2 separate regions of the Zea mays genome follow, and region 2 is linked to region 1. The links are chromatin contacts, called in public Hi-C maps. All regions are on one chromosome and are shown on one strand. The core of a region is the stretch at or near the end of the contact, and the rest is flanking DNA. Distances in the headings are between cores, read along the strand shown. Region 1 holds the start of LOC100191804. Region 2 holds the start of LOC103636270.

The links. Hi-C and Micro-C count contacts between places; a contact is called where the count stands out from the background.
Region 2: a Hi-C map of ear shows a contact between it and region 1, with 2.6 times the contacts expected there. The contact joins the promoter of LOC103636270 here to the promoter of LOC100191804 in region 1. A contact is called at or near these places in 2 of 25 Hi-C or Micro-C datasets (ear and leaf).

The regions. Positions count from the first base shown.
Region 1 is chr1:72,340,372-72,345,851 of Zm-B73-REFERENCE-NAM-5.0, forward strand. LOC100191804 reads right to left here and starts at 3,140. Exons shown (of 1, transcript NM_001137229.2): 1 at 2,313-3,140. The coding sequence starts at 3,014. The coding sequence ends at 2,541.
Region 2 is chr1:72,622,378-72,627,857 of Zm-B73-REFERENCE-NAM-5.0, forward strand. LOC103636270 reads left to right here and starts at 3,055. Exons shown (of 3, transcript XM_008658634.4): 1 at 3,055-3,451. The coding sequence starts at 3,391.

The DNA.
Region 1 (5,480 bases), core at 1,890-4,389:
TGCAGACTGGCTCATTATCCGGTCAGTCCAGGAGATAGACACTGGGTAGCCTTGTATAGAGTGCTTCGATATTTGAAGGCAGCTATGAATCTTGGTATTAAATATACCAGATTTCTGTCAGTACTTGAAGGATTCAGTGATGCAAATTGGATCTTTGACTCGGATAAAATGAAGTCTACAAGTGGCTATGTGTTCACTTTAGCTGGTGGGGTCGTGTCATGGAGATCGTCTAAACAAACAATATCGACACGTTCCACCAAGGAGGCTGAATTAGTTGCACTTGATTTAGCAGCATTGGAGGCTGAATGGTTGAGAGACCTGTTGTCAGACCTTCCAATGCTAGCAAAGCCGATACCGGCTGTCCTAGTATACTGTGACAACACTTCTGTGTTGCTGAAAGTGAACAGTAGAAAGGACAACCAAAAATCCTCGAGGCATATCAGAAGACGACTTGATTCATGTCAGCATGCTAGAGAGACGGGTGTAATAACAATAGATTACATCAAGTCTGAAAGGAACCTTGTTGATCCTTTCACCAAAGGACTGGCTCAAAAGCCAATCCAAGCAGTGTGCATGGGAATGGGACTCGTACCCTGTTAGCGGTTTCAACTGCGGATAACTATCCTGTGTGACCGGAGGTCCCGAGATCCAGGCTCCAGGAAACGAAGCACTATGGAACCAAGAGCACAAAAGACAAAGAGTCTCATTAGTTGTTGTGCTCTATCTGTATGGCAGGTTGAGCGATATGCTCTTAATGAAGTCAATGCTATAAGCAGGGAAATTGTCCTACAAAATTTCCTTAATGATTTCACCTATATGAGCTGACTGTGGGGTCGCAGTCCGGGAGAGAATGGGGTTTTCTCTCTAGTGAGTTCATGAATAGATATTAAAGGGCATGACCGTAACGCCCTGCCCCGTAAGAGAAGCAGATAATCTGCCTAGTACTATGTGCCTTTTGTGTGAAGATTCTCACACTAGGGTTTGTGGATCAAGGCGTAGTCCTCCGCTTACTCGTGCAGGGTTGGAGTACACTGGGATAGGCTTTGGTTCAAACCTAACAAGTATCACTGCCGAAAAGTAGTATATAAATAGTACGGGAGCTCAATGACATTGATTAGAAAATAAGAGTGAAAATGGTGGGGATTGATGACCATTTTTAAGTTTTCACTTTATTAAAAAAAGGCTGGCCAGCTGGGCCGCTACTAGGCCGGCTGGCCGAGCAGCCCAGCCAGCGGCAACCAAAACCTACGCGCAGGCAAAGCACGGAGGGGAGACCGAGCAAGGTGTTTCCCAGAAAAAACTCGCGTCAGAGTTGGGGCGGCGGCGCTCAACTCCTCCCCGGTTCCCACGGAACTGACGCCGAAGCTTGCGCATCTCGCATGGATCCATCCTTGGCGGCTGCCCTGGTCATCTCCCTTCATAAGGGAAGTGGATCCCCTTCTTTTCAGCATTAATATTATTTAGGCCTAATTATATCTCTATTTGTTGAGGCTGTTTACCTGTGTTAAATTCTGCTATATTATTTAGTTTACAACTCCTTACTATTAGTATTTATACTTGATTATTAGGCTTATTATATTTGATCTAAAACCCTGATTTGGTAAGATATGACTGTCACATTAGTCGATGATTTTTGATCACCCTTTAACGTTGGAGGGTTGTCTAGTGCAGCAACCCGCTATTTTGAAGCAATATAAAAAGATAAACAATAAATCTGTCTTTTTCATCTGCAAGCCATGTTTAATTTTGAAATGGACCTGAGTAGCTATTTTATATGTTTACATGTCCTAAAATTGCTACTGTCCATTGCTGCTATAATTACATATGACATTTATCTGAGTTATATGCTTGTTTTATTCAGAATTAAGATATTTAATATATATAAATATATTGAAAGCATTCTCTAAATTTATAACAGTAATAACGGTAAATGACAAAGACGGGTGAAGGTTTTCTATTTGGGAAGGTTTTTCATTTCAGGCATTGTTCGATTATTTCCATTATACATATATTAAATAGAATTGAAAAGAAGACCTTGTTCGGTTATTCTCATTATATATAGATTAGATAAAATTAGAAAAAAATTAAAAAAAATTAATTTACTTAAGATTTAAATTTATCCAATCTCACTCAATCCATAATCTCACTCAATCCATATCCATAATCTCACTCAATCCATGTCAATCCACATGGATTGAGAACAAATAACCAATCGAACAAGTCCTCAGCAGCAGCGTGTCGTCTTTCACAATGACAAAAATCTCCTCACTAACAAGTGCTGTTAGGGCTACAAGAAAGTGGACCGAAGATTTGACGACAAAGAAGTGTTTTATGCAAGCAAGACCACTAAAATGATTGACAGGTTTTATTCCGTTCACAAGTAGCATCAGCAGTGATTTGAGTAGCTGGTGCTGGCCGCTTCTAGTTACGTAGTATACCGTACACGTGCGGCGGCACATCGGCCGCCAGGTAAGTAGTACTAGTACGTAGTAGCAAACACCCAGAAAATCAAGCGCAGGGCCCGCACGAGGGACACGTCGTCACTTGGCCGCCTCCGCCTCCGCCTCCGCCTTGCGGTTGGCTTCGATCTTGGCGGCGATCCCAGCGGCCTCGTGCTCGGCTGCCTCGAGCAGGAAGCTCCCGCCCTCGTCGTCCACGGCGACCTGGAGCGGCTGGGAGCCGAGCCCGTCGGCGACGGCGAGCATGATGCGGCGCATCTCGTCGTGGAACTCGGCGCGGTCGACGGCGCCGCTGTGGTCGGCGTCGAACTGCTCGAAGACGGCGTCGTAGAGCGCGGCGACCTCGGCGGGGAGCGGCGCCGGCTGGGCGGACCCGAAGCCGCCGCCGTCGAGGAGGCGGAAGGACTCGAGCGCGCGCCGGAGCTCGGCGCGGGACAGCACGCCGTCGCCGTTGGCGTCCAGCGCGGCGAACCGCGCGTCCAGGCTGCGCGCGAAGGCCGCCTCGTCCGCCACGAAGCCGCGCACCGTGGAGCCGTCCAGGATCACCACGCTCATGGTGGCCCCTTCGTCCCTTGGACGAGGCTAAGGCTAGCTAGAGCTGGAGACTCGAGAGCTGCGGATGAGCGGAGAGAATGGATGGAGACTCGAGAGCGGTTTTGGTTTGGTGACTGCTCTCCCTCTGCTTCTCCCGGTTGGGTTCGGCTCATGTTTATCCTCCCCCGACCCCGTGATATTTTTGGGTCCGGATGTGGCCAGTGATCACTCGTCTCAACCCACGTGCGCGTGCGCCCCTTGGGCTTGGGCTCCTTCGAACAGGGTGGGATATGAGGAGGTTAAATCTCCTTCTATTTTAAATAGAAGAAGATTTAATCCACTTCTATCTCATTTCATCCATCTCTAATCGAATAAATCCTAAATCAAAAATGATTTATTTTTATTTAGAACTAAATTAATTACACCATCTCTAATCGAATAAATCATAAATCAAAAATGATTTATTTTTATTTAGAACTAAATTAATTTGTAATGTAAGAAATCCAATGGTTTTGTAACTTAAAGTAAAAGGAAATAGTCATCGTGCAGTGCGATACTATTATTCTAGCACGGTGGGCACAGACGATACGAGGTGGTGGTTTGGTTTGGTTCGGTCCAACCGGGGCAGTCTTAGGAAGATAAATAATGAAAAAAGGAGTAGTAGTTTTACTTTGGACATTCTGATGCGCCGGTGTTTTTTTTATCGTTAATACTGACGACGCGAACCTCGCCTTTATCATCTGTCATCATTGCGACCGCCCCTTGGATGGGAAGAATCTAATCTGCCCCGTCTCACGGGTTGATTTGGTGCTCCACGGTCGACGGTGACGCTTGAGATGAGTGAGCACTCGACGCGAAACCACGCTCCTATCGCTTGATTGAGACCTGAGAAATTAGCCGCGGATCTTCCGATGTATGCTGTATATACACAAGTCCAGTTGAAGCGATTCAACGTCGACTATCTAGGACTTGTAACCAACCACTATTGGAACCCGGCCTCGTGATTGATTGGGCAACCCTCTCCTCACCGTATCTAGCAGCTCTCTTGCTTTGCTTTAATAGGGAATACGAGTAAATTTGGAGGTGAAGAAAGTAAAAAAGAATAAAAAAAAAGAGAAGTAGATGGCCGGCCGACCATTGATGCCCTCTTTTTTTTTTGTCAACTTTGTTTCATCGGTCGCTTTTCTGGAATCCAAAATAAAGCATGTGAGTAGAGATGTTGATGGTACCCAATACCCACTAAGTCGTGGGAAATTACTCTATTAGGGTACGGGTATAAAACAAAAATTGTCCCCATGGTATGGATATGGGATAAAGTCTCCACTCATTGAGTAAACGGGTATGAGTTTGGGAAGCAATAATCCAAACCTGATTACCCATGGATATTTCATACGTGTACACCTGTCCTGTTTGTATGAATGAGTTGAGTCTGAGTCGGCCACCAAGCCCAGCACGGCAGCACACCAGGTCTAGGTCCTATCCCAACAAGGCAACACGGCCAGACAACTAGTAGACTAGAAAAAAACAAAACACTAAAATAATCAGCCATACGCTACACCCTGCCAGCCAGCCAACCGACTCCATTTCTTCATTTCTTCTATTGGTCCCGAAGTACTGATTTCTTTTCTAATAGATGGTTGAATGGATCATGGTTCATGGATGAGTACTTGACATGTGGTGATGTCTGAAATCTAGATAGTTTGTGCTAGCTGTTAATACCTAGTTATCCCTTAATTGGAGATGTGGACCCATTGGAGACCTAAAACCCGAATAGGGCTGGGTATGGGATAGGTTTGCACCCATGATGGGTATGGGTATGTGGATGGATCAAACATGATGGAGCTGGGTTTGGGATGCTATAACCCGGTGGAGAATTCCTCATTGACATCTCTACATGTGAGATTAGGGGTGGTAATGGATTACTATCCATATGCACCTTCACAAAGCGTTAAGGTCCTTAAATAATTTTAGTTTAAAAATAAATTAAAATAAAGTCTGATCCTAATCCGATTCGATCCTTAAAATTTATAGTGTAAAATCTAGGGCACATTACCACCCTTATGTGAGATAGACGAGGAAGAGAGGTGTCGACCGACCCCTCCTACACTAGGAAGCATATCCACCTGCAGCTAAACTGATGTGTGGGATCAGGTCTAGACTGTATCCACATGCTAGTAACCCATCTGCAGTTATATCCTAGTAAGTAATTGTAGAGGATCCACTTGTTCTACATTTACACTCGTTTGGCTATATATACCTAATCGAGATGAGCTCAAATATACACAAAAGCTTTACAATAATTTGATGTTCAAGCTCCCCTTCTCTCTCAAGTTTAGTATAAGTTTCTATCAAGTTTAGTCGATAGCTTAGCTATAACAAGAAAATCTCAAAATATTATTGTTTTTAGTTGTATTTTCAAACTTGTCTTGATCCTTGGTACTCTCAAAGAAGCCTGTTTATATCCCACCAAAACAATTTATGTACTGT
Region 2 (5,480 bases), core at 1,805-4,304, 280 kb after region 1:
CGGGGGCTACTGTCGGGGACCATAATTAGGGGTACCCTCAAGACCCCTAAATCCCAGCTGGTAACCCCCATCAGCACAAAGCTGCAAAGGCCTGATGGGTGCGACTAAATAAAGGATCGGTCCATTCAAGGGACACGATCGTGCCTCGCCCGAGCCTAGCCTCGGGCAAGGGAAGCCGGCCCCGGAGAACCTACGTCTCGCCCGAGGACCCCCCTCCAGCAACGGGCACACCGTCAGCTCGCCCGAGGCCCAGTCTTCACCGAGAAGCAACCTTGGCCACATCGCCACGCCGACCGACCAAATCGCAGGGGCATTTAATGCAAAGGTGGCCTGACACCTTTATCCTGACGCACGCCCACCAGTCAACAGAGCCGAAGTGACCGCAGTCACTTCGCCGCTCTACTGACCGGTCTGACAAGAGGACAGCGCCGCCTGCGCCGCTCCGACTGCTGAGCCACCCGACAGAGTGAGGCTGACAGCAGCCAAGGCCGGCCTCGGGCGTCATAGGAAACTCCGCCTCGCCCGACCCAGGGCTCAGACTAGGGCTCAGCCCCGGAAGACGGCGAACTCCGCTCCGCCCGACCTAGGGCTCGGACTCGGGCTTAGCCCCGGAAGACGACGAACTCCGCTCCGCCCGACCCAGGGCTCGGACTCGGGCTCAACCCGGAAGACGGCGAACTCCGCTCCGCCCGACCCAGGGCTCGGACTCGGGCTCAGCACCGGAAGACGGCAAACTCCGCCTCGTCCGACCCCAGGGCTCGGACATGGGCTCAGCCCCGGAAGACGACGAACTCCGCCTCGCCCGACCCAGGGGCTCGACCTCGACCTAGACCTCGGAGGAGCCTCCACCTCGCCCAGCCTAGGGCATGGACCGACCACGTCAACAGGAAGCGCCATCATTACCCTACCCCGAGCTGACTCGGGCTACGGGGAACCAGACCGGCGTCCCATCTAGCTCGCTCCACCATGCGAGTAATGATGGCACCCCCGCATGCCCTGTGACGACGGCGGCTCTCAGACCCCTTACAGAAGCAAGAGGACGTCAACAAGGACTCGACAGCCCCAACAACTGTCCTCCCGCCAGGCTCCAGCACTCCTCTGACAGCCACGACACCACGCGAACTGGGTGCCAAGACCTCTCCGGCTGCCACGATGGCATGTACTTAGGGCGCTAGCTCTCCACCGCTAGACACGTTAGCACACTGCTACACTCCCCATTGTACACCTGGATCCTCTCCTTACGCCTATAAAAGGGAGGACCAGGGTCCTCTTACAGGGGGTTAGTTGGCCCGCGTGGAGAAGGACGGGACGGCGCTCACGCAAGGCCGCTCGCTCCCACTCCCGCGTGGACGCTTGTATCCCCCTACTGCAAGCGCACCCGACTCAGGCGCGGGGCTAACACGAAGGCCGCGGGATCCACTCTCTCACGCCTGCCTCCCTCCGGCTGCTTCCTTTCCCCCCTTCGCGTTCCGCCTCGCGTCGACCCATCTGAGCTGGGGCACGCGGCGATGATTCACTCGTCGGTCCAGGGACCCCCCGGGTTTCGAAACACCGACAATTATACATAGATTCAGCATTCCCTAGACCTTGACTACATATCAAGGAACTTCTTTTATGTCAAAGGAGGTACGTGAATTTGCTGAATTATATAGAATTAAGTTGCTTAATTCATCTTCATATTATGCTCAGGCCAATGGGCAGGCCGAGTCTAGTAATAGGACATTGATTAACTTGATAAAGAAGAAGATATCCGATAATCCTAAGCATTGGCATAAGATTTTGTCCGAAGCTTTATGGGCTCACAGAATATCTAAACATAGTGCTACTAAAGTATCTCCTTTTAAGCTTGTCTATGGGCAGGAAGTAGTGTTGCCTGTGGAAATAAGTTTGAATGCTGTCAGGTTCGCCAGACAAAATGATATAACCGTCATTGATTATTATAATTCAATGATGGATAATATTGATGAGGTGACCGACAAGAGGGTGATAGCTTTGGGAGCAATAGAAAAGGACAAGATTATGGTAGCCAGGGCCTACAACAAGAAGGTCAAAGCGAAGTCATTTCAAGTAGGGGACCTAGTGTGGAAGACCATCCTGCCTCTAAGGAATAAAGACCGGAAGTTTGGGAAATGGTTGCCAAGCTGGGAGAGTCCTTATAAAGTAAAACAGGTAATGTCTGGTAACGCCTATTTACTACAAACATTACAAGGCAAGGATTTACCCAAGGCTTTGAATGGGCGTTTCCTCAAACAGTACCATCCTAGTATGTGGCAAGATGTCTAAGAGAACCGATGTAATCACATCGAGTTAGTTGCTTTTGGTTTACTCAGCTCTACCAAAAGGCAGGGGGCATATGTTGAGCACTTAATTAAGCTGGCGGACGGTCCGGCCCTGAGGCCGGACGGTCCGCGGTTCGGACAGTCTGTGCCTATGGGCCGGACGGTCCGCGCATGCGCAGAGCAGTTTAGGGTTTCGAGTTTTATGCTACGGTTGTTAGCTAGATTCACGAAATTAGCTCGGAAATTAGTTTGTAAAGGGTCCAGCCCCCCTCCTCTATAAATAGAGAGGTATACAGCCGATTTGTAATTATCAATCGAATCAATAACACTTCTATTTCGCATTTATTTCCTGTACAATTAGGAGTAGTTCTAGTCTAGTTCTAGTTTAGCCTCTCAATCCTCAAATTCTCCGCTTCTCTTCGACTCTACGTCGATTAGAGGAGTCTAGGTCGGCCTGCCCGAGCCTAGACAACTCCTAGAATCTCTCCTCCCCGATGGGTCCCTCCCGGGAGCAAGATCCAGGCGCCACCGGCGATCTTTCACCGCCCCTGCGCACGCGCGGACCATCCGGCCTTAGGGCGCGGACCGTTCGGCCGTCAGGCAGAGAACCCTAGCCTCGCGCTAGATCGTGGACCGTCCGACCCCTGGCCACGGATCGTCCGCGCCTGATCAGAGAGCACCGCCGCTGGTTCGTGTTGAGTGTTTGGCGCCAAAAAATACGTCAACAACAATAAAAACGGTTTGTAAAATTTGGTGTTTCCTAGTAGAAAGAGATGTATGCATCGAAACAGTTGTTTGGTTTCTCAAATTTTCCAGCTCGAGATAGGTCGGGAGGACCAGAAATTCAGGGGTAAAACTGTCATACTACCCGCCAGATTCCAAACTCCAGTTCCTTCTCATCATCTCTTGCTTTGTTTTGTTCTTCCGACCTTGCCTCGCCGCATCTGCTCCTCCAGACACAGCGCACCCGCCTTCCTCATCCTGATTCCGTGGCCGGCGGCCGCCTAACCTCAGCCCCCTCACCCCCACCGACGCCGCCGGAGCCCTTGAAGTAGCGGACCCGGGCTCTCGCGCCCATCCGCGTCAGGAGTTCGATGTCCGTTTGCGCCTGATGGATCCGCACCGGCTGACCGGCCCCGCCGCGTCCGACGCCGACGATGCCGATGACTGGGGTACCACTAATATACCCATCCCCATCCCTCGCAACATATTGTGCCGAAGTTTTTCTTACTGCACCATGGTCTCGTTTCCTTGTTTTTTCGGAACTGAATTAGGGTTTGCAGAGCGCAGGCGTTGAACGAACGTTTCACGTGTGGCGAACAGACTTAGTGAGCGCGATGTAATTTTATCTGCGTTTGTGACCTGTGGGTTTAAGGGGAAATCACGGGACCATCCGTAGCACTATATGTAGCAAGAGATATTGGGATTTTTTTTAACGTAACGCAGGAACAGGAGCTAGTTTTAAGGATAACCGGACCCGAAACCTATACAAAATGCACAAACAGGCCAGACAATGAAAGCCTAACCCACACAACTCATCTAGAGGCATCGTTGCCGAGCTCGACCCAAGGGACAAGCAGCTCCTACTCCGTAAGACGGGCCACACATGGCCAAAGAAAACGACTACACCTACATTCAAACACCGGCACAGAAGGGGGAAGATCGCGGTGCGCCGTCGTTGCCAAGCCTCAACATACCCCACACGAGGCAGCTCCGATTCTTCACCAACAAGCTTGAACCTCTGTCCTGCCCTCGGCAAATGCCAAAATCTCCGAAACAATCTAGTCGAAGAAGGGGGTCTCGACATCTGTCATTATTCCCGAGCCACATCCCCTGATGTAATAGCTTCGACTTCACGTTGCAAAGTCCCACCTTCACCCGCATACCAGACCCCGATAAGCGAAAGCAACCACCGAAGGCGAAGCCGTGGCCAAGACAAACTTTAATGCGACACCTTCAGGAAGGGAGCGATGTCGGGGACGACACCGTCACATGTCCGCGATGGACCTGGCTTTCGCCCAAGGAAGACATGATTACATGAATGCGACACCCCCAACAGGGAAGCGACACCCGTGAAGGCTTTCGCCAAAAAGCCCACCCAGCACCAACGTCAGGCCAAGAACCACCGTCACCACCGTCCTGACATCCCGCACGAACCCCTCTAGAGGGGCATCAACGCGCCGGCTGCCGCAGCAGCCACAAAGCTGCGTCGGCCGCCACCCCCTCCGGCTGGGCACATAGAACCGGACAACTCTTTGCCACGTGCGTCACACTGGTGCGTGCCAGAGCCGAAGCCAACAGGCATCGATGGCACTAACACACACGACCACTGAAGCCAGCTATCGCCGAGCACCCTACCACCACCACCACCACGCCATCCTGCCCCCTGGCCGGCGTCACCGCGGAACTGGCCTGCATCGTCCGCACGAGCAGGCCACAACTCGCTGCACCTTCCTCCGCTCCTCACCGCCACACCACCATGGGGAGCTCGCCCGCCGGCTCTCCACAAATCGACTCCGACCTTAGGGACGGCAAATCCGGCCACCAGACTGCCGGATCTGACTGTGCGTCCCAAGGCAAGCCTGCTGCAGCCACCAACCGCCCCGATCTGGGTCACCGGCCGTGGCCTTTCACACTGCACCACGCCCTCCGAACAGAGGCAGCTCCACCACGCGGTAGAGCTCCCACGCTGGTGTGGCCGGCAATAGAACCACGGAGCCCGCGCCACCACCGGAGCGCCCAACTCCGTGACCATGAACTGAGGGATGGCCAGGTCTGGCCCCTAGCCCACCGGATCCACACATCCCCGCGTGCGGATCTGGCTCCAAGCGCGACGCTGCCTCCATGGACGCCGACGGCGGTCAAGCCAAGCAGTGGATGCAGGAGGGGTTTCGTGGCCATGGCCCTGTCGCCGTCATCCTTGCATCCGCGCGGTCTTCCGGCAGACTGCTCTGGCGGCGGCGAGGCGTGAGGAAGGAGGAAGTGGCGGCTGTGGTGGCGGTGGCGGTGGCGGGGTCGCCGCTCGTGTCGCCCGTGGAGTGAGCGACGCGTGGGCCTTTGGTTTCGTTCTGCCTCGCAAGAAATATTGGGATTTAGTTTGTCATGTTAGACTCTAGGCTGAGCAGTGACATACACATAGGTTTGTGTTGGCTTGCTGCTAGAAGGAAACAATTGTATGCAAATGCAGGGGTTAATGGCTCC